2 separate regions of the Rattus norvegicus genome follow, and region 2 is linked to region 1. The links are chromatin contacts, called in public Hi-C maps. All regions are on one chromosome and are shown on one strand. Each heading gives the region's core, a stretch centred on a gene start, on an enhancer-like site or on the middle of the called end of the contact. The rest is flanking DNA. Distances are from core to core; before and after follow the strand shown.

The links. A called contact is a pair of places that touch in the nucleus more often than the background predicts.
Region 2: a Hi-C map of liver shows a contact between it and region 1, with 2.4 times the contacts expected there. The contact joins two enhancer-like sites. A contact is called at or near these places in 3 of 12 Hi-C or Micro-C datasets (kidney, liver and mammary epithelial cells).

Annotation. Positions count from the first base shown.
Region 1 is chr1:213,735,808-213,741,824 of GRCr8, forward strand. The region is part of intron 3 of Macrod1 (mono-ADP ribosylhydrolase 1); the gene reads left to right. It also overlaps a transcript of Flrt1 not described here. Among named protein-coding and RNA genes, the nearest start is that of Flrt1, 24 kb to the left of the region's middle. Within about 2 kb of position 3,009, at least 12 of the 93 cell types and tissues checked have an H3K27ac peak or open chromatin away from gene starts, as enhancers often do. A contact at or near this core is called in kidney and liver, where this site is marked.
Region 2 is chr1:213,808,358-213,814,374 of GRCr8, forward strand. All of the region lies in intron 4 of Macrod1 (mono-ADP ribosylhydrolase 1), which reads left to right. Among named protein-coding and RNA genes, the nearest start is that of Otub1, 13 kb to the right of the region's middle. Within about 2 kb of position 2,439, at least 4 of the 93 cell types and tissues checked have an H3K27ac peak or open chromatin away from gene starts, as enhancers often do. A contact at or near this core is called in kidney and liver, where this site is marked.

The DNA of each region.
Region 1 (6,017 bases), core at 1,759-4,258:
TGAGCCACTTGGTCCCCAGGCAGCTCAACTTAATTTGTGCCAAGCACTTTCTGAGTAACAGAGTCCCCAGGGCCATGGAGTGAGGGAAGGACAGAGCAAGTGGTGGGAGACAGGATGAGGACATGTGCTGTGCTCTGGCTCTGGATCTCTCAAGCCTCTCACTCCTGAGGGACTGTCACATTGTACCCAGCCACCAGCATCGCTCTTGACCCAATCCAACCCAGTCTAGTCTCACTACCTCTGCCATCTCCAGAAACAGGGGTCTAAAGACTACCAGGATATAGAGCAGGCAGCCCTGGGTGGGTGTCCAGCTAACCACTGTCAATTAGGTATTTGTACCCCGCAGCCAAGTCAGGGCGTCCAAGAACGGGGACCATAAAGGGGGTCCTGGTCAAGCTCTTCAGAGCTTATGGCCTCTGAGGGCAGATATCAGATAGTTGTCAGGTAATGGAGCCCACAGAAGAGGAGCAAATGACAGCAGCAGGAGTCCCTGGCATGCTCTTCAAGGTGGCTGGAGTGAGCAGAGAGTGATGCTAGCAAGAGCTATGTCCACTTCATGACCTCCAAGGCCCGAAGGACAGCGCATCTGAGAGCTGGGTCCCAGCCTAGCACTCTGGATGCGAGTGGGGACTATGGGGCGTGGGGGTGTGTGTGGAAGGATGCTAAGGTGATAAGTGCTAAGGTGAGAAGTGATGGAGTACGATGGGAGGTGCAAGCCCCACCAGCACCTCTGAACTCCCAGGAAACGTGATCTTTACAGTTAAAGACAAGGCCCAGGTTGGGGCTCCCTCCTTTGTCCTGACCAGGAGCTCTGAGGTGCGGGGTGGTTTGTGAGTACAGCTCAGGCTGGGGGGTAGGCAGTAGCAGGGCAGAAGGCACAGTGATGAGCCTTGACCCAGGCAGGCACCATCAGGGAACAGCAGTGAATGTGGGGGAGGCTATGGGGCACATGGGGTGCAGGTGCCTCTGCCAAACAGCAAATCCCAGGCCCGGCTTAACTGCACCATTGTTTATTTTAATGTCTTTGTGGTCCACGTTAGGGCGCAGGTGAAATGTGGCTGTACCGTTTACTAGTGGGGACGTTAATTGCACACCACAGAGAACAACAAACCCACATTTGAGGTATAGATGACTATGGCAGCCCGGCTGACTGTGTGGGGAAGGTAGGTGGCTGAAGGAAGTGCTCTGTGAGAAGCTCGGCAGAGGGGAGGATGGGGATCAGCAGGAAATGTGGATGTCAGGGGAAGGGTCTCCTCCCAGCATGAGTGTCTCTCTTTGTATATTGTCAACTAAAATAAAGAACATCATAGCCTCTCTTGAGGGTCAGATAGGGCTGGTGACTACCTCTGTCCTTAGTACACACAGAGGAGCCACGGTGTACCAGAGGCAATGAAAATGGATTAGCATTGGCTGTCCTCCCAGTTGCCTGGGTTGATCTGGGTGTTGAAACCTCAAAACTATGGGTGTGATAACCTTCCTCCCTCCTTAAACATGGACGCACACACTCTATCTCCCTGGGGCAGGAGCGGAGTCAGCAAGGGAAAGTAAGGCAGACAGGAGAGGACAAAACACCCCAAATGCAACAGTAGCTGCACATGCAAAGGCCCTGGGGCGGGAGGGAGTCTAAACTCAGTGTCTATGAACAGTAGCCCAGTATGTCATGTAGAAGCAGTCTAGACTTCATCCAGAGGACAGGAGGGTGTCACTGGAGAGTGGAAAGCCGCAAGGGAGGATGGGGGGTGGGAGGGAGAGGTAGCAGTACCCCACACCATAGTGACTGATTGTAATCATGAGGCCACACACTATGTAAAAGGTCCTAGAAGGGAGTATATCAATGTGTGTATGTGTGAGTGAGTGTGTATGTGAGTGTGTGTGTGTGAATGTGAGTATGAGTGTGTATGTGAATGTGAATGTGAGTGTGTGTGTGAGACAGTGTGTGTGAGTGTGTAAGTGTGTGTGCGAATGTGTGTGAGAGTGTGTGTGTGAGGGAGTGTGTGTGTGTGTGAGAGAGTGTATATGTGTGAGCGAGTGTGTGTATGTGAGTGTGTGTGTGTGTGTGTGTGTGTGTGTGTGTGTACCTCCAACACTCCACTCTTGCCCCTGTATAGAGAACCCAGTCTCTTGGGGTATGTATGGCTGAGTCCTGGGGTACACATGGCCCACACTAGCTCAGCACAGACCTAGCAGGAGACAGAGTGCCAACCCCCAATCCTAGCACCCAGAGGGGTCCTTCACTACTGTCCTCTAGCAGACAGGTCACAAGGTCACTCACCATGTCCAGGACAGAAGAGGCTGCTGCCTCCAGTACAGAGACAACTTCTAGGGCCCCAGGGCTTTACCTCACTCTCCTCACTCTCCCTGTATCCCAACTATGTGCACTGCAGAGTAAACTGAGGCCCAGCGATGTCATTAGACCTTAGGCTTAGCAGAAAGGGCTTCCCTGTCTGAATTAGGACCTCAGCATTAGGATCTGAGTTTGATCCCCTGACTTAAAAAAGCAGGGCGTGGTAGGAGATCTTTCTTATGCCTGTGCTTGGAGGTGAAGAAAAGAGGGTCCCCTTGGGCTCACTGGTCAGTGTAGTCTAATTGGTGAGTCCCAAGTCAGCGGAAGACTGTCTCAAAGGGCGAGGGCGTCTGAGGACTGACACTCAAGGTTGACCCCTGGCCTTCATATATGTACAGTCATACACATTAGCAAACCCCAATTGCTGGGCGTGGCCCCACTGAATCCACTCCATAACTGAGTTCCTACTCTGCACATCCAGGCCAAGCCCTTTGCTGGCCCCTGTGGTCAGTGGCCTGTGAGTCTCAGAGCCTGTCTGTAGGCCACAGTCTCACTCCCCTAAACAGGCAGGCCCTTCAGCCCAACAGCCACTGGGGATGAGGGGACAGCACAGTCCCTGATCCCAGTGAGGCCATGCAACAGCTAGTGATGGGGGAGGGACTTGGAGGAAGATTTATGAGCTGGGTTAAAATTTAATTTGGGTGGAAGATCCCAGCCAGCCAAGCCGGCTGCCCCAGACAAATGGCCTCGTCCCTGCTGGCTCTCACACCCCATGCCAGCCTCCCCATTCCTCTCCGGAAGGCTGCCCGCCGCCCGCAGAGAAATCATAGCACCAATTTGATTTGGGCGAGAGCGTCGGGTACTGGGGCTTGTTTGCACTTCGGTTTACAATTGAACAGGACAGGTCAGCACCGGCTTCTCCCCGGGCCTCCCAGCCTTCCCAGGTGGCTTCTCTGCTGCTAGTGGGGCCCCTGCTCAGTCCACCTGCTCCCTACACTAGTCCCCAGCAATCTTGGAGGCTCCATCTGACCTCCCAGCTTCTGTCTGCCAAGTACCCCCAATTCTCCCCATGGCCTGATAAGCTAGAAGCTTGAATCCCATTACCATGCCAGGGAACTCAAGCAAGAGATAGAAACTCTGAGCCTCCATGTTCCCGTCTGCATAATGGGAACAGTGTCCCCATGGAAGCAGGCTGGATAGGGGGAGCTGGGACTCAAACATGGAGTACTCTGACACGAATGGCCATGACTCTCCAACAATCCTCTGGGCTTGCTCCCTGCCAGGGCTTCTCCTTTGTGGGCACGGTTTAGCAGCCTTTGTTCTTCCCAAAGGGCTGATTGGAACACTGCTAGGTCCCTAAGGATGAGGAGTAGGGTAAGAGCTCTCATACACAGCTATTTTAACTGAACAAGCTACTCTCCTTTGCCATGTGTTGGGTCCCTTCTAGTACTTTCCAAGTGGGCACCTGTATTACAGATATAAAGAGTGAAGCTCAGGGACAGGGGGGCAGGTGTACAGCCCTCTACCTCCCCAGCTCCGGTCCAGGGTGAGGGGACTGGAGGAGGCAGAGGCCCGACTCAGCAGCACCTTCCCCGATGCCCTGTCACTCACTCTCCTGCTACTGTTGGCAGAGATCCAGGCCCAGAAATAGCCATGTCACCTTCGGAGCCTGAGTCCTGGGCTGCTCTGCCCCAGGCCTGCGAGGGTGGAGAGCAGCAGGCAATGCAATGGGAAGCACACAAAGTCAAGTGCACACAACATGCACACTCCAGCATGCCAGACAGGGGAGGCTCTGGCCTCCTCCATCTGGCCTTACCTCCTCCACCAGCTCTATAAACAAGGCTCTGGGCAGGGGCTGACAGAGCGGGGTGGGGTGGGGCGGGGGCTGCTTCCCACTGGCCAGCACTGCCCCCCCCCACACCACACAGGATGAAGCCATCATGGCCAAGACACCCTTTTCTTTGATCTCTAACCATCCCCCAAGACCTTCAAGGTCCTTTCTTCAGTCACCCTGAGTCTCAGAGCCTGGTTTCATCCCTCGTTCATGCCATGCTCTGTGCCCATCAAGGCTGATGGGTCCTACTTGCTCTAGGCTGGGAGGGAGGTGTGGAGAGGCTGGGCCTGTCCCTTACAAGTGCAAAGCTAATCCCGCTGGTGTGGTGTGCTCAGAAGGGTGGAGAGATTAATGTGTCAACACATTTGCATTGAAGCAGGAACAGAGAAATGAGAAGCTAGCTCACAGTGAGGAGCTGGCTGAGGCTCTGCCAGCCAGCTGAGCTGGCCACCCACACCTCAACTCAGCCAGTACCCCCACCCCCACCCCACCCCACCCCCCAGACCGTGCCTTCCCAGCATCACATCAGTGTTTGGTAGCTCCTGCTGCCCCAGCCCTGACCTAGCATGGCAAGCGGGTGTGCCACGCCCTAAACTGTCTCCCACTCGGATCAGGACAGCGGGTCCCAGCAATGACCCCGTGTCAGCATCTCCCGGCAGCCTCTCAGTATTTACTTATGTGTGTATTTATTTATTCCCGGCTCGACTCTGAAGGATTTGCAGCACTTACAGAAATATAACAGGTGGATTCGGAAGGGAGTGGGAAACTCAGGCGGCTGGAGTCAAATCCTGATACTCACTTGGCCCCCCTTTTGCCCATGTTGTCCCCTCACCTCTCTGAGTGCAATTTGCTTTCCATAGAGCTGGGTGATCCCATACAGTGGGGTGATGCTCTAAGCAGGGTAATCCAGACCGTGGAGGGAAGGCCAAGGACACATGCTAATTATGGGGCCCTCCAGAGCGGAAGAGGATGAGGCTGGAGTGAGGAGACGCCACCCTGCATCTCTGCATCCAGCCCGAGGTGGTCACATCAGCTGAGAACAGTAGGTCTGCGGTCAGTAGCATGTACCTCTAGGGGTCTCAACTGTCTCATATGCCTGGTACAGAAATGCCTCAGGTTCCCTGTGGAGAGAGGCTCTGTGTGTCCCCACACAGGGTAGAGGAGGGCAGCACACTGGAGTCTTGTCATGTATAGCACCAAGAAGTAGACGTCCATCCACCTCAGCCTCACCCCAGTTTCCAACCTCGGAAGTTCACATCCAACTCCTAGTTCACAGTGACCCAAGCCCCTGGTGGTTAAGCTGTCTGAGCCTCCTTAAGCCAGACTCCTAGCTTCTCATCTTGCCTAAGGATTCCCCAAACTACCCTCTCCCGTGTCTCCTGGCTGAGAAGGACTCTCCCCAACCCCAGGGCGCAGCTACCCTCTTCCTGTCAGTAGTACCCCCATGGGGGCATCACGATCCTCGTGGGCCAGTCCCTGGTCCAGTCCTCCTGCATGCTCCAGCCTGCCATCTGTCTCAGCTCAACACAGAAGCCTCACACTTCTTAATCTAACTGTGTGAGCCACACATGACCAATTTATTGACCCAGCTGTGGGGACAGTGCAACCATTTGGAAGGCAGCAGGTGGAAACGCCAGTACAGAGGTGCAGAATGCTGCAAAACACTGACCACCAAGTGCCCGGTGCTTACCTCCTTGCCTTTCCCTGACCACCCTGAAACTCTACAAGGCAGCTGTTATGGGGAGGGCCTAATTGGCTGGGGACTTTGGTGTGTGGGATGCCATGTGGTTGATCTCCCAGAACCAGCTCTTGCCTCACCTCACCTGCTCAGGCCGAGTGGAGAAGCATTTATGAGTGCCAGCTGAACACAGTCTACTCCCGTTCTGTCTCCACCTGCCT
Region 2 (6,017 bases), core at 1,189-3,688, 72 kb after region 1:
CTGAGAAGTGTGGATCGCAGGAGGGGCCATCAAAACTGGCTACATACAGGGGGCTGGAGAGATGGCTCAGGGCTGAGAGTTCCTGAGTTCAGTTCCCAACAGCCACATGGTGGCTCACAACCATCTGTAATGGGATCCGATGCCCTCTTCTGCTGTGTCTGAAGGCAGCTAGACAGCTACAGTGTACTTACATATATATTAAAACAAGCAAAAAAAAAAAAAAACCCAAAAACCCCCCAAAAAGCCCCAACAACAACAAAAACATTAAAGGCTAGCTGCAGCCTGAGAGTTCTTCACACTCAGCGGGGCACATGTGTTAAGCTGATCCCCTGATGCCTTATCCACACTTCCTGCCCCCCAGGACTGCAGCCCTGCATCCCTGCCCCTGTATTCACAAGCTGGGACTCTCTCGCTCCTCCTCCCGGTATATTCTATTACCCGGGCTTCAGTGTCCTATGCTAGCCGCACATTTTGGACCACTGAGTGGGTGTGTTCACACCCCTCCCCACCTCCTGCCCTGGTCCGTCTTCTCATGTCAGCCCCGTTGCCGCTCCCCTGGTAGTGTGACACACAGAGCTGGCCTGTGGCCACCCCATTACACGTTTGCTATGGGGACAGCATATACCTTTCCAGGGCCGGAGAGTTCAGACTTGCTGTCAGAGTTAAGTTTATTGTAGATTGGCGTGAGCCACAAAGGACTGAAGGGCCGAAAGCGATAGGTCTTTCCTCCCCAGGCGGAGGCCCTGGTTCACCAGCTGCCCCTTCCGACCATCACTGCTCTGGAGAACAGTGCCATGGGAAGCTCCTCCCCCTGAGTGACACAGGGGCTATCTGCAGCTACATTTTGCAGATGAGGAAACAGAGGCTCCCTACCCTACCTATCAACTGGCCTACCAGAGTAAGGAGAGTGTGAGAATCAGTCCTTCTGGCCCCTGCCTCATGGCCACTGCACGCATGCCCTGCCCCCCCGCCCCCGTAGGCAGGATGCCACCAGGCCCTGTGCACGGCTGCTGTGGATCTTTAATAACTGGAGTGATTGCGCATGATGAATGAGGCCCGTGGTTGTGTACATAATGAAGCCCTAATGTTTTCAAATCCCCATTTAAGGAGCTGATCTCACCCCGTAATGAATGTCAGATCACATTGCAGGAGTATGGACCATCCGTCTTCTCCCTGGGGCGCCCACCTACCTGGGCACCTCCAGGATGCAGCCTCTGGAGGGTGGGCTCTGTGTCCTTCCCTGGGCCCAATGTAGGCCATGTCCGGAGCAGACATTGGAGGAGGGCTGTCCATGGAGTGAAGGACCAGAGAGGACAAGCAGAGGCTGTCTGTTTGGGTTCTAGCCAGGCGACATCAGTGTCTTGGTTTACAAGTTCTAGCCAGGAAGAGGAAGAAAGTGTGGTGCAAGCCAGGAAAAAAGGGTCCAGGACCCAGTGGATCTCCATAGACCTCTTGAAGGTTGGAGTTCAAAGGTCAGCAGCTCAGGACTCTGCCTTAGCTCCCCATCTGCTCAGCCAGGCTCTCCTTCTGAGAAGGAAATAGACAAGGACCAGTGCACAGGGTCTGACTGGCAGCTGTATGCTACACTAAGGTGTGACTGCTGAGAGCTGTTCCCAGGCCAGAGCCCAAGCAGGACTGACTGTCCAGATGGGGAGAGGTTCCCTATACCTTCCTGGACAGAGGACCCTGCCCCTCCCACACACAATAACCAGGCCCCTGCTCTTGGCCAAACCAGGACCATCTATCTAGCTGTGACTATTGACAGTGCAATAAACAAAGGAGCAGCCTCCTCCCAAAGGCCCACATGAAGCAACAAGGACTTGCTGACTGCTGAGGAAACTGAGGCACAGAGAGGTAGAGAGACTGTACCCTGGAGACACGATGAAAGAGCCCAGAAAGGGGGACTTGGTTTGGAAAACTCCTTGTCTGTGTCTGCAAGGCCAAGTTGGCTGTCACTCTATAAACTGGATCCCCCTTCCAGGCTCCTCCTTGCTTTTCACCTGGTGGGGAGTCCACAGGAGGCCAAGATAGGCAGGGCAGAGGTGAGAGCTATCCAGAATCCTCTCTTGCTCTGTGACTCATAGCTATGCCTCTCTGAACCTTTGCCTCCACTTCTTGTAAGACAGGCCCTAGCCCTAGAGACCTTGGCTTCTGTTCCACTTCCAGCTGTGAGATCTCGGAACGTTGTTGACTCCTCCTGGCTTTCAGTTGCCTACCTGCTAGTTGCCTCCTGGCCTACATCAATGTCCCCTACAGATCTTTGAACAACTAGGCTCTGAAATTCAGAGAGATTGAATAACTAGCCCAAAGTTACCAGCAATCTTTGGCCTGAATTTGGGGAGAGAGAAATCCCAGTAGGGGATGTAACAGGGCCAGCTCCACTGAGTGGCAGAAGGGAATGGGGATAGCTGACCCTTTGGCAGGGGTGCAACTGCCCTCTGAGTCCCCTAGGCCACTGGCTCCTCTTGTTCCTGTAAATAATTAATTAGCCCCTGCTCGCTTGTTTGTTTAGCGTGAGGAATGCTCCCCCACTGAGACACATTTATTGCTGAATAAATTTAAATATCTAATCTTCCTTCATGAATATTACAGCACCCTAAATAGAAGCCAACAGTCCTCAGCGCCTTGCTGGAGTGGTCCCCACTGGAGTGCACCTTGGTTGGTTTGCAGAGGGTCAGGCTCCAGCCCTTTCCTCCTGTCATGAGACAGCTCATACCAGCCCCTGTCCCTCCTTGCTGGGGAGAATTGTACTGGAACAAAGAGGGTAGAGTCTTCTGAAAGTCCCATGCTGCACTGCACGTTAGGTCTATCCACAGTTACCAGGAGGACGTCCCTTCGCATCTCCCAGGCTTTGAGGGACTGACTAGACAGGAGGGGAAGGGGCTGGGGTTCAGTGAGAGGTAGGGGTCAGTGAGAGCATTAGCAGGGAGAGGCCTGGGACAGAAGAGCCCTGAGTGGCCAGTGAGGCAACAGCTAGTGTCTCTGAGAGCACCTTGGTGGGTGGCAGTTGTATACAGCCCTATGGACAAGCTGCACAGTCCAGAAACGAGGGTCCCCAGAGCAGATACTTTTCTAGGGGATGTATTGATTCAGACAGAGGATGGGTGCCAGACTGCAGGGATGAAGAGGGCAGGGAGACAAAGATGGCAGAAACAGTTGCCAGCGGCAAATAAGCACTGGTCCACTGAGGGTAGCAAGGTTGGAAGCAAAAGCAGCCACATCATGGTCCCAGTAGAGTCCCTGAACCTTCAGGCCCCAGGGCGTAATCTGTGCCAAGTTTTAATATCTGGGCCTCAGCTTCCTCTATAAAGAAGGGGTTGGGGGTTGGGGATTTAGCTCAGTGGTAGAGTGATTGCCTAGCAAGCGCAAGGCCCTGGGTTCGGTCCTCAGCTCCGGAAAAAAAAAAAAAAAGAAGGGGTTGGCAGTTCCTTGGTGGGGTATAAGGCTCCAACAAGACCATCTATGGGTCTGGCTCAGCACCCCAAGGTACTTACTGCAAGGAGGAGGTGTAACGGGGAGGGATGAAGGCTGACAGCTCCACCACAATGGAGGGATGCTCATATCGGACCAAGTAGACAGAAGGATGCTGACCAGGCTTAGACTGAGCTGCAGGCCTTGGTGTTTGCTTGGTGAGAAAGGACTTTACCATTTAGTCTAACTGGCCTCCCTCTGCCTCCCAACTGCTGGGATTAAAGGCGTAAGTCACCGCATTCTTCCCTGGTGAAAAGGAAACTACTGTGGGACCGACATCAAGGCTGATGCGGGGACAGGTCTTGACGGCAGACATCCAGAGGAGGTGGGAGGATTGGGTGGGAAGGAGGGGCCATGCAGCTGAGATTTAAATTCCAGGGCCAACCTGTTTGGGGAAGGATAACACAGATATGGTGGCCAGGGCCTCATCTTTGGTTTTGGTCACAGTCATGTGGCCCAAGTCCTATTTTAAAAGTTGGGAGAGGGCTCCTGTGTCAGTTCTCTGTGCCCTCACTTCCCCAGGTCTGCCCCAAAGGACTGGCTGCAAGCTTGTTCCTTTTTTTTTTTTTTTTTTTTTTTTTAAAGATTTATTTATTCATTTATTATATATAAGTACACTGTAGCTGTCTTCAGATACACCAGAAGAGGGCATCGGATCTCTTTACAGATGGTTGTGAGCCACCATGTGGTTGCTGGGAATTGAACTCAGGACCTCTGGAAGAGCAGTCAGGTGCTCTTAACCGCTGAGCCATCTCTCCAGCCCGCAAGCTTGTTCCTTTGAGCAGGGTCTGTATTTCACATGATCCGATAGCCAGCCAAGGTCACCTGCAGGACACTTCAACTGGAGTAGCAGGTGGTGGAGTGCCTGGAGGCCGAGACTGACAGTCTGTTATGATAGGGGCTAAATCACTTTGCATCTGATCAAGCCCAACACTGCTTACCTAACAGGTATTAGAACCTGACTTCAGGGGCCGAGAACACTGTTGCTCTTGAAGAGAACCCAGACTCAATTCCCAGACACCACATGGTGGCTCACAACTGTCTGTAATCCTAGGAGGAGCCTACAGACACAGTGAACATACATGCATGTAGGCAAAACGTTCATACACATAAAGTGACGTAAGTACATCTAAAAAAGTAAAGTAAAAAGAATTAGAGCCTGGTATATCCCCCAAGCCCCTCACTCAGAGTGGAGGAAGGAAGGTTAGGAGTTTAAGTTTAAATTGAGGCTAGCCCAAACTACACGAGATCACGTGGTTCAAATAAATACCAAACCACAACAAATATGAGAGAGAAAAAAAGGTCAGTTTACTTGGCACTGAGGTGCAGCTCAGCAGTGGATTGTGCGTCCTGAGTTCAATCCCTGGTACCACCCTACCCTGCGACATTTATTTTTCCAACATCCTATGAGGTGGGCACTCCATTAGACCCAGAGAAGTAGTGATGTGCCCAGGTTACTCAGGCTGCTCACCCCCAAGCCCCATCGCTGCTGTTCTGTACGGTGCTGGGTCCTCTGTGACCCCCACAACAGTTACTCTGTGGATTTCAGGCTTCGCACAGCCTCCAAACTCTCAACACCCACTCTGCAGCAGAGGAGAGCAGGGGGCCTGAAATATCCTGCCCTGAGCCATTCCCAGGGCTCCCCAACTCTGGGAAACCACCCAGAGTCAGCTCTGAGGAAAGTTTTAAATTAAGTGTAATTGGAAACAGGAAACAGAAGAGAGAGGGGGTGTCCTGTTGGTGTGCCCTGATCTGAGCCAAGAAGTTAGAGGGATGCAGGAAGGAAAAAGGGTCTCATGTTAGGAGTCTGTAAAATGGAGCCAGGATTGTTTGTTTGCTTGCTTGATGCCAGTGCAGCCAGGTACCAGGCAGTAGACCTTCTCAAGGACAGGCCTGGGCTCCATCCGCCCTGCCATCGCAGGGGCCACTATTTGCAGTTGAGATCCTGGTAAAGCAGGAGAAAATCTAGAGCAGACGGGGCAAACCGGTACTTGCCTCAGCCTGTTTGGGCAAAGCTACATGGTTCTTGGGTGAGTCAGTGGCAGAGCTGCCTCTGGGCTTCTGCTGGCTTTGGAATATAGCAGCATTAATAGTTGTTTATCTGGGCCTGGGTCCCCAGGGTCACGGAGAATCCCAAGAGCCTCCCTTGGATAAACAAGCCCTGAGCCTGGCCTTAGTTAAGCAGGATGCACTAATGCTAACGAGTCTGCTAGTTGCCCCACCAGGGTTTGAGAGGCTACAGACACCTGAGAGGCCTGGTCTAATGGGAAGGAGCTGGAAAAGCTAGGCTCAGGCGCAGGATTGGATCTGCCATTGGAACTAGGCGGCCTCGGTTCCTCAGAAGGAATTAATTGAGGCTTGGAATTTGAAACGGCCTTGTCAAAAGGTGGGTTTTAGGATCCCACCAGATTCTTAGATCTGAATGACCTCAGGACGGCGCTGCAGGACCGAGAAGCCAGAGGGTGGGTCAGGCGCGCCCCCTGCCGGTCGCCCCCGTCTCTTCACTCCAGGGCTCACAGCAACTCCTTGGAGCCTCAGTTTCCCTA